2 separate regions of the Danio rerio genome follow, and region 2 is linked to region 1. Evidence: chromatin contacts called from public HiCAR-type data. All regions are on one chromosome and are shown on one strand. Each heading gives the region's core, a stretch centred on a gene start, on an enhancer-like site or on the middle of the called end of the contact. The rest is flanking DNA. Distances are from core to core; before and after follow the strand shown. Region 1 overlaps LOC141378646. Region 2 overlaps spsb4a (splA/ryanodine receptor domain and SOCS box containing 4a).

Region 1 (4,696 bases), core at 639-3,138:
AAAAGCCTCTTCTACTTCATGAGGTGCGTGCACAGTCAGCGGAAGTCTGCCACGTGGTGCCAGACAAACATATTTACCTTATTCTTTAATGCGAAAGTGCACTCGTTTTTGCGATTGCTTTAGAGCACAGGTGTCAAACTCAGTTCCAAAAGGGCCGCAGCTCTGCACAGTTTAGTTCCAACCCTAATTAAACACACCTGATCAAACTAATTGAGTCCTTCAGGCTTGTTTGAAACCTACAGGTAAGTGTGTTGGAGCAGGGTTGGAACTAAATGTGCAGGGCTTCGGCCCTCCAGGAATTGAGAAAGAATAAAGGTGTATAAAGAATAAGAATAAGGTGAATAAAATCCGCCTTAACATTGAGGATGGTGTCCATACCTCTAGTTGTTTCAAATTAAATATTTATGGTGTGACAACACATACTTTTGTATGCATTTGATGTACTCCTTGCTGCTTCTTACGCTTTTGTCGCAGCACCAGTGGCACCCAAAATTAGGAACCAAAAATCCATATGCAGATTCAGTCTGGTGCATACCGGTTGCATAGCACAGGGTTTCAGTTCCCAACCCTATGTAGGACAGGTAAAATTATATGCTAGCAAAAAGTGGCTATAGAGTTAAGTTTTCGATCTGGTCTAATATAATATTGTCATTTTAAATTAGTATTAGTATGACGCAAATTTTAAAATATATGTACAACTAGTGCACACAATTATTCAAACGAATGTCACTGGCATTTTTAAGAAAGTAATCTTTTTGTAATACTATATATTATATATTATTAAAATTGACAGTAACAGTTTTCATAATGTATATAATATTTCTATTAAAAATGTTAGAAAAAAAAAGAAGCAAAATATTTATCAGGATTTTCACAAAAATAAACTGTTTTTAAGCATTGATAATATGGAATGAGCACCAATTCGGTATAGGAGCATTCACAGCAACAAACATGTGACACTACAGACCGGTGTAATGGATGCTAAAGCTATATATATATTAAATGTTTAGTCCTACAAAATACCTCCATAATCCAGCTCAGATCAAATCATATATATGCATATGTTGCAGTAAAAGCTCTATACTGATCCTCCATTTAGGTCAGCGAATGATAAATGGTGTGTTTTTTTTTTTTTTTAAGATAATGGAGAATGCTTTTACTGATTTTTGCTTTTAATAATGTGATAGGCCAGTTTAGAGTAATCTCATCCTGTTTTACTGCATCTAGACATGTTAGAACTCTCGTATTGGAAATCAATGTCAGATGGTGAGATACTGTCCTTCTGCGACGGCATGAAAATTGACTTTTTTTGGCTTCTCTCTTTCACATTTGGAATCAGCTCTTTGTAATTGAATAACACTGATCTGAGAGCGCAGGTACAGAGATGGAGCCCTGATCAAAGCTGCGGTTTAAGCCAGGACATTGATCCTCCCAATCCTCTGTTTCCTCCCAGTCCTGTCTTAAATCACTAACAAACATCTTTAACCAAAGGAGGAACAGCCTGTTCTGTGTGTTTCCAGCCTTGAGGGAATGGCCGAAGTTGTCTACGTTTGTGTGCAAATCCTTTCGAAGCTTGGGAATCACTGCTTGTTTATGTATTATGTCCTTCATCGTTAGCAGGCGATTGTTGAGCTCTTGGAAATGAGTATTGTACTGACTTCCTCCCAGTGTGATTCTCCATATGCTGTGTAGACATGAGCCACTGGCTATTTCCTTAACTTACCAGGGTGTAAATAGGAGGCCGAGAGCTGATCCACCACTGGGAGACCTTGAGAGATGTGTGTTAACCAAAAAAAGTGAGACTTCCTTTATGTGCTTCCTTCCCTGTGGGTCTGTGGCTGTTGTGTATGTGTGTGTGCGCGAGAGAATGAGGGTATAAATAGGGAGCCGGTGGCAGTGATGGTCTGGGGAAAAGATCTTCGTGTCCTAAATGACCTCAGCTTCCACACGCAGGTGCATCCTGGCCTGAGCTGGTCACAACATCACTGATGGTAGAAGAAAACAGTGCTGGCAAATGTACTTTGCTGAGAAAACACTGGAGACAGCACCTTTTGTTGTGGTGTTCTCGTTGCAGATTTCCTATTCATGTGCCATGGCTATTAAAAGAGGAAATCCAGGGGTACAGATTGTTTCTTTGAGATGCAGCCCTGGTGGAATAATTAAATGCAGTCCTTTATAATCGGCAAGAAACGTGAAGGTTTTTCATTCAAGGGTTTGTTCAGCCAAAAATGAAAATGATGTATTTTATTACCCTCATGTTGTTTCAATTTCTTGAAGCCTTTGTTCATCTTTAGGATACAAATTAAGATATTTCAGGTGAAATCTGATTCCCTTGTCCTCCATAGGTCAGTTTCTGACAAGGTCAAAGTCCACAAACAGGGCCAGACCTATGGAACAAAATCAATGCCAAAAGTCTTGAATTAAAATGCAAGAACTTGTTAATACGGTGTATTATTTTTTCAGTTTGTGATATTCAACAAGCTTTTTAATTCAAGACTTTAGACATTGATTTTGTTCCACACAGACCAACGTAAGTGCTAGATGAGGCTCAAGCCTCAGGGCCCATGGAAGAAGGCGGCCCTTGATTGGCTGAAGAACTAATTTGCTATGACGCGGGAAACGTCTCTTTGCTTTCTCTCGTTGATAATGTGAAGTATTCCTTTCGATTCGCTGCTGTTCAAAAACAGTGACGCCTGTGCTAAACTGGGGCTCAGAGGGGCTGTAGCCCAATCAGAATATTGAATAGCCCTGTTTTAGTCATCAGACGTCCCAATTTTCCCAGAACAGTCCTTTATTTTGGCACTACCATGAAAACCAAGCTCGTAGGGGAACAAAAAATAAAATTCAAACAGTCTTCATCACTGATACACTTGTACATGTAATAACAGAAGCTGGGATAGGCGGAATCATACTGAAAGGACTGCGCTGTCTCAGCCGCGGCGGTTACAGCTGGACTCAAACAAGTAAAAACACTCGGTTATTACAGTAAGTCTAACTTAACCAGTTGGAAACCAAACTTTAGGAATGTTTTCTTTGCCCCTTTTGTGAAAACGACAGTATGGAGCAATGCCATGTTGGCGCTGACTTTCATTAGACAATACATCTGATGCAATAAATAAACAAAATAAGGATGCCAGCCTTCTGTAACTCAGAAGACCACAATAAGATATTTTGGATATTTGAAGCATGGATATTAAAGATATTATATCATTAGGGATTTATGGTCAGCTGTGGTTCTAAATAAATATTTTAAAGGTAAACCCCTATTCAAAGTATTTATTATCAAACGCTAATTTAGGAAGTATTGCAAATGTTTTTTGTTTTGTTTTTTTGTTTGTTTTTTTTGCTGATTTTTGCAGCTTGTTTGAACTTCAAAGTTCATAATGTTATTACTTAGTTTTGTATACTTGCAGGCCTATTTTAATAAAATAGAAAAATGTATAATAATCAAATATAAATCAAATGATGTAAAATTAGATATTGATTTGAATTAGTAAATTAATAATAATAATAACAATAATAATAACAACAATATATATATATATATATATATATATATATATATATATATATATATATATATATATATATATATATATATATAGGGCCCAATGTGTTCTTAATCCCGCCCTGTCCACAAAGATATGGAAATCATACTCAAAACAGACCATATGCCTGGTTCAATCAGAATTTTATGAAGCTCAGAGAACACATTTGTGTGTGGATTAAACTAAATAATGGGTAATTGATAACATAATTGTCATTTTTGGGGGGAACTAACAAGCTTAGTTTTTCTTAAAATCGTGGTTAACCACTGTGTTTTTTTTCTTTCACCAAGCTGTAAATGCCTAAGAACCTAGGATTCCGAATAATAACGAGTAATACTACGAGGATTACATTTCAGTGACCTGGATGGGAGTGAGATTTTGCAGCAGTTAGTATAAGAGAGGGCTAGTAGGAGCTGTGCTAGTAAATCTAACTCCCCTAGCTTCAAGAGGTGAACTAGCAGCTGATATTGTGAGATGAAGTTAGATTGTCCTTTTAGATCACTTTCCTCCATTGCCGAAGACTTTAGTTTTAATCCGACTTCAAGGGATAGTTCATATAGCCAAAAGTGAAAATGATGTAATTAATTACCCTCATCTTGATTCAATTTCTTGAAGCCTTTGTTCATCTTTTTGATACAAATTAGGACAATTCAGATGAAACTGACTCCCTTATCCTCCATAGGTCAGTTTTTGACATGTTCAAAGTCTAGTGAGGTATGAAAAACTTACTCAAAACAGACCATATGCCTTCAGTGGTTCAATCGGAATTGTATCAAGCTCAGAGAACACATTTGTGTGTGTATTAAACAAAATAAGGACTTTATTCAACACTTTCTTCTCAGTGGTTTGGAACAAAATTGGCGTGAGAAATTAATAGCACAATTTTCATTTTTAGGTGAACTAACAAGCTTAGTTTTTAACTAGCTTTTTGGGAAAATCCTGAACCTGGTTAACTCCTGTGTCTCTTTTTTATTAAGTTGTAAATGCCTAAGATCCTGGGATTCAGAATGCCATCTCATGCACGCTTCTTCTTATTTGTGTCCAATACACTAATTCTTATATATGTGTACCCCCTTTATTTCTACTTGCGCTATTTCAAGCTGGATTTGACACTAACAGGAATAATAGAAATGCAGCCTCTGATGTCA
Region 2 (4,696 bases), core at 1,491-3,990, 63 kb before region 1:
CGGTTGCAGAGCTGCACTTGGAATCTCACACTTTCCAAGCAGTGTTAAAAACTGCGCAGCGGATTGTGGGTTTATATACACGTTTTAGGTGTTTTGCACATTGTAATTTGTGTGCAGGGAGCTCCTTTCTTGTGGAATGCATGGGGCTGCAAGCGACGGTTAGGGTGAGAGAACCAATGGATAATGAATGCAGTTAGGAGGATAGGTTTGGAGAAAAAAATGTAAGCTGTGACATTTTTAGATATGTGCAGCACAGTTTAAACCCCAGGCTTAATTTTAATATATATGCAAGCATGCTCCCAACACTGCCTTCTTACACATCTCAGAGGACAACAGAAAACTTCTTTCATTACACACACTCAGAGCCGTCTGACTGAATCAGACTCCTCTGTGGTGAATAGGTCTTAAAATAGATACTTATGAGTTTAAAGTGTTCAGAGCAGGATACTATTAGAGATGGAAAGGGATAACGTAAACACAAGACTGTGGCAGAAACTGTCAGCAGCTAGATAGCTGCCAGTCATAATAGTTGTACATCATAGGGGTTGTTACGGATCTACTGATTGGCCTAAATAGAATTTTTAAGGGTTAAAGGCGCAGTTTTTTGAGAAACTATATTCACTTGTGGGAGATAATGGCATGGAATATCAAAATAGAAATGGTGTCTCAGAATGTAGTAAGCTCTCAAGTAGATTTTAGATAGATTAAGCTAGAAATATGCCTACTGTATTTTCTGAAAAATTGGTTATAAATTGCACTGTTCCTATGTTGTATTATTGTTAGTCAAAATATAATTTTATATTCATAATTAATATAAATACCAATAAATTAACTGCTGTATAAAAGATTGAACTGCTAAATTAAGCAGTTAATTCCAACGCAATCTCACGGAAATTCGTAACTTTTTCCTTTAGTGGCTAATTTGTATGAATTCGTACAATCTCATTCGTACAATTTAGTACAATTTGCTCATCCCCCAATGGCGATTAGGTTTAAGGTCTGGGTGCCATTCCTCCTTTTTAAAATTGTACATTTAACTCAAAATAGTTAAGTTTCCTCATGAGATCAGGCTGGCCAATTCATACATTGTACTGTAGGTAATGTTACACATCATAAAAAAAACAGCCTAACAATAAATGAATGAACGAATGAATGAACAAACGATTTTTAAAATATTAGGACTACGTGCCCTCGTAATTTGATTAACTAATTAAACTGTTTGTTTTAGTGTTACTTTTGGGGCACAATACGAATGATTTTTCTAAACCCAATAAAGCAATAATCCTAATCTATCTAGCTACAACAAAACACGACTTTGATGTCCAGAAATAATGTCTAATTAGGCCATTTTTTTGAGCATTTACTTCTAATATTATGGTGCATTTTCATCAGTCTGATTATAAGCAGACAGTGCTAAATATGCAAAAAGTGAAAACATATATAAGCTTGTCACTTCTAAGCTCATATAACTTAAGTTCAATAGTACTTTTGTTGTCCACTGATGTAGCATAAAAAAAGGAAATGGAAAGGGGGAATCCAAATACAATGTTTAGAGATTTTTCTGCTCCCATAATTCTGTGGTGAGTTGTTTTGGATATCATATAAACAGATGTTTCAATATAACTGTAACATTTACTTTCTCTGTCAACTTATGTTTTGAGATTTTACTGCAAATGTCACATCCATAACGCTGGAATCGCTCACAAGTGGTCACAAAGTGAAGTTTTATAAACTAATTTTGAGTGGAGAATATGATTGATTGTGGCTGGACTCTCATCTGCAATTATTGATAAACAGATTAATCCAAGCCTACAACAAATAGCCAATTTCATCCTACTTCCCTTATCTTCATATTTTTATGCAGAATTCCCCCTCCAGGGGGAGCTCTCAAGAACTTCCTGATCTTTGACCTCCTTACTCCTTACACGCTAGATGGCCAGGTGGGAGCAGTGGGCTCAATATTCTCAGGGTTCTGTCACCGAACAGCATGTCAAACCTGCAATTAGTATCAAGTAATATCAATGTGTGAACTCTTGAAATGCATTGGTAATTTGGAAATGGTACTAGATCTCGACTGGCTACTGAAAACTCATCAAGTGTTCCAAAACGTAGTAAACAGCCTACATAGATAACATGCTAGCCATCATAAGATGACCTAGTAGCTTTAGAATTGTTCTGCAATCTCAGTTTTTTAAATAAATAGTGAAATTTCTAATTTAACAACATATTTGACATGCATAGTGTTTCAAAACCAGTTGACTTGCTTAATAAAATAATACTTTTAGACATTATTAGACTTGTGTCTATTGCCTAGACATTCTTTCTGCAACAACATTGCTGTGAAGTCCAGAAATTGCTTAGTAAGCAAGCATCTCATTAAGTTTTAATATGCCATATCTATAAAACCCATACATAAGTGAGAATAACATAGACCTATAAGTAGAAAGTAACTCTGCAAGAACACTCGAGAGTCTTGTGAGGGAAGCCTGGAAACACTGATTGTGTGAGACAGAGCGCGAGTGTGAGAGAGAGTTATTTGCGTCTGATTATAAGTGTGTGCGTACAAATTGCGAGCAGGTTTTTGTGAGAGAGAAAAAGAGAGTGCGAGAAGTAAGACGCTTCTGTGCTTCGATGGAGCCCACGTCTGCCCGTTCTGCTGAGCACTGTTTGTGTGAGTGACAGCACCCCGAGAAGTTATCTGCACGCCAGTGGAACAGTGTTTATCACTGCCGCTGTGATTCATCGCACTGCAAATGAAAAGCAGCAGGCAGGCCCTGAACAAGACTCACCACTGCACACACGTACCCACATGTTTGGGATGTGTTAGGATGGGTGACTATGCGATTATATATTTATCGAAATTCAGCAGGATAGACATCGTATATTTATTCCAGATTTTGTTCTTTCGAGTGATTTCACATTTTTACCTGCAGTCTGTTTTTATTTTGTCTATACACACAGTAGATTATGAAAAAAGATTGATGGTGCATCTCCGCTTTCTTGCACTGACAAAAAAAAAGGAAGGCAAAATGCGTCTTTGTACAGGCTGGGCCATTTATATGGATACACCTTTGTGAACTTATTGGGAATTTCACAAGAAAAGCAATGGTGCGGTTTGTTTTAAATGTAACTTTATTCTTTCATAAGTTATTTACAAGCCCCCTTACATATACTAATGTGCCACAAACAGGATGTTAATATCACCAACCATTCTCATTTTATTAAGGTTTATCCATATAAATGGCCCACCCTGTATAATAGTAATCATGAGTAGATCACAAAAAATAAAAATAAAAACATGCATCAGTAATCATACATACTGCAGTTGCTTAGTACAGTATGGCTCATGTATTTGTTTACATAGACTGGGCATGTGACCTGTACTACAACCCACCATAAGGGGGCGCTCTAAGTGTTTTGCCTTCACCTTTCAGTGCTTGTGATGCACACTTGATCTGTACATTTCCCTCACCCCTCTGTTATATTTAGCTGTTATTGATCTTTGTGTCATTTGTGTTCATACATACAAACATAATTTCTCAATGCCATTATTCACTTCGAGCTACAAGTATGCCTCTTGTCATTCTAATTCAAATTCCAAATACTTTTAATAGAGTAATACTTTTATTATTTTATATTATATTCTTAATTTGTATTATTTTATTGGAGTATTAATAGTATTGATACATTCAATTTGATCTTGCATATATTTGGAATAACGGCTGCTTATGATTCAACTTAGACATTTATGTACATGAGTTATTTAAAGAAAATATCTAATATATTATAATTGTCTAAAATATTCTAATTATATTTCAATTCAAGTTCGTTTGTATACCACTTTTCAGAATAAATATTAATGCAAAAGCACCTTTAGAAAATGTGCACATTATTGCATTACAAATTCAGAAAAGTTAAGGTTGTGAGTTACCATAGCTTGACTAATTAACTAGCAACTAATAGCATTTAACTGTTAAAGTTATTATCAATAAACATATTTAATCTGCTGTTATAAATAGGTCATGTTTATGTGTTCAGTGAAGTGTATTTGTGTTTTAGTTGTTCGTGTTGTGCTCAAGAACCACAGTTAAATGATCTACATGTTAATTGACATCCGATTTTATGAGAGATGTGTGAGTAAAAATCTCCCCCCATGGCCTTTAGGGGGCAGTTCACTTAATTTGCTTAATTTACTCACCTTCTGGCCGTCTAACACAATAATTTAACTGACGTCCTTGATGATTTATAAAATGGGTCTACCAGCATTGTGAGTGTAAAAAAATACAAAGACAAAAATACAATTTGAATTAGTTTGAAATAGGGGTGGGCAATTTAGCCTAAAATTCAATTAATTTCATCTCTATTTCTATGGCACTTACAATGTATATTGTGTCAAACAGCTTACCATAGAAGATTATTGTAAATTGAAACCGTGTCAGTCCAATTTTCAGAGTTGAAGTTCAGTTCAGTGTGGTTTAATTTTCACGGCTGAGAGTTCAAACAGTGAAGAGCAAATCCATCGATGCGCAGCTCCACAAGTCCCAAACCCTGCAAGCCAGTGGCAACAGCGGCAGGGAACAAACTTCACTGATTGACGATAGTGAAGGAAAAAAAAAAACTTGAGAGAAACCAGGCTCAGGCCCCACTTACACTAATGCGTTTTCGTTTTAAAATGCATAAGTTTTGCTACAGTTAC

Evidence for each region. HiCAR-type assays count read pairs that join an accessible place to other places.
Region 2: a contact with region 1 is called in a HiCAR-type map of caudal fin, with 4 times the contacts expected there. The contact joins two enhancer-like sites. A contact is called at or near these places in 2 of 18 Hi-C or Micro-C datasets (caudal fin and embryo) and 1 of 4 datasets of contacts at active chromatin or transcription factors (caudal fin).

What each region holds. Positions count from the first base shown.
Region 1 is chr2:42,604,758-42,609,453 of GRCz12tu, reverse strand. The region is part of intron 1 of LOC141378646; the gene reads left to right. Among named protein-coding and RNA genes, the nearest start is that of cbln7, 21 kb to the right of the region's middle. Within about 2 kb of position 1,888, at least 6 of the 62 cell types and tissues checked have an H3K27ac peak or open chromatin away from gene starts, as enhancers often do.
Region 2 is chr2:42,668,220-42,672,915 of GRCz12tu, reverse strand. The region is part of intron 2 of spsb4a (splA/ryanodine receptor domain and SOCS box containing 4a); the gene reads left to right. The region is part of intron 1 of LOC141378646; the gene reads left to right. Among named protein-coding and RNA genes, the nearest start is that of zgc:136870, 24 kb to the right of the region's middle. Within about 2 kb of position 2,740, at least 9 of the 62 cell types and tissues checked have an H3K27ac peak or open chromatin away from gene starts, as enhancers often do.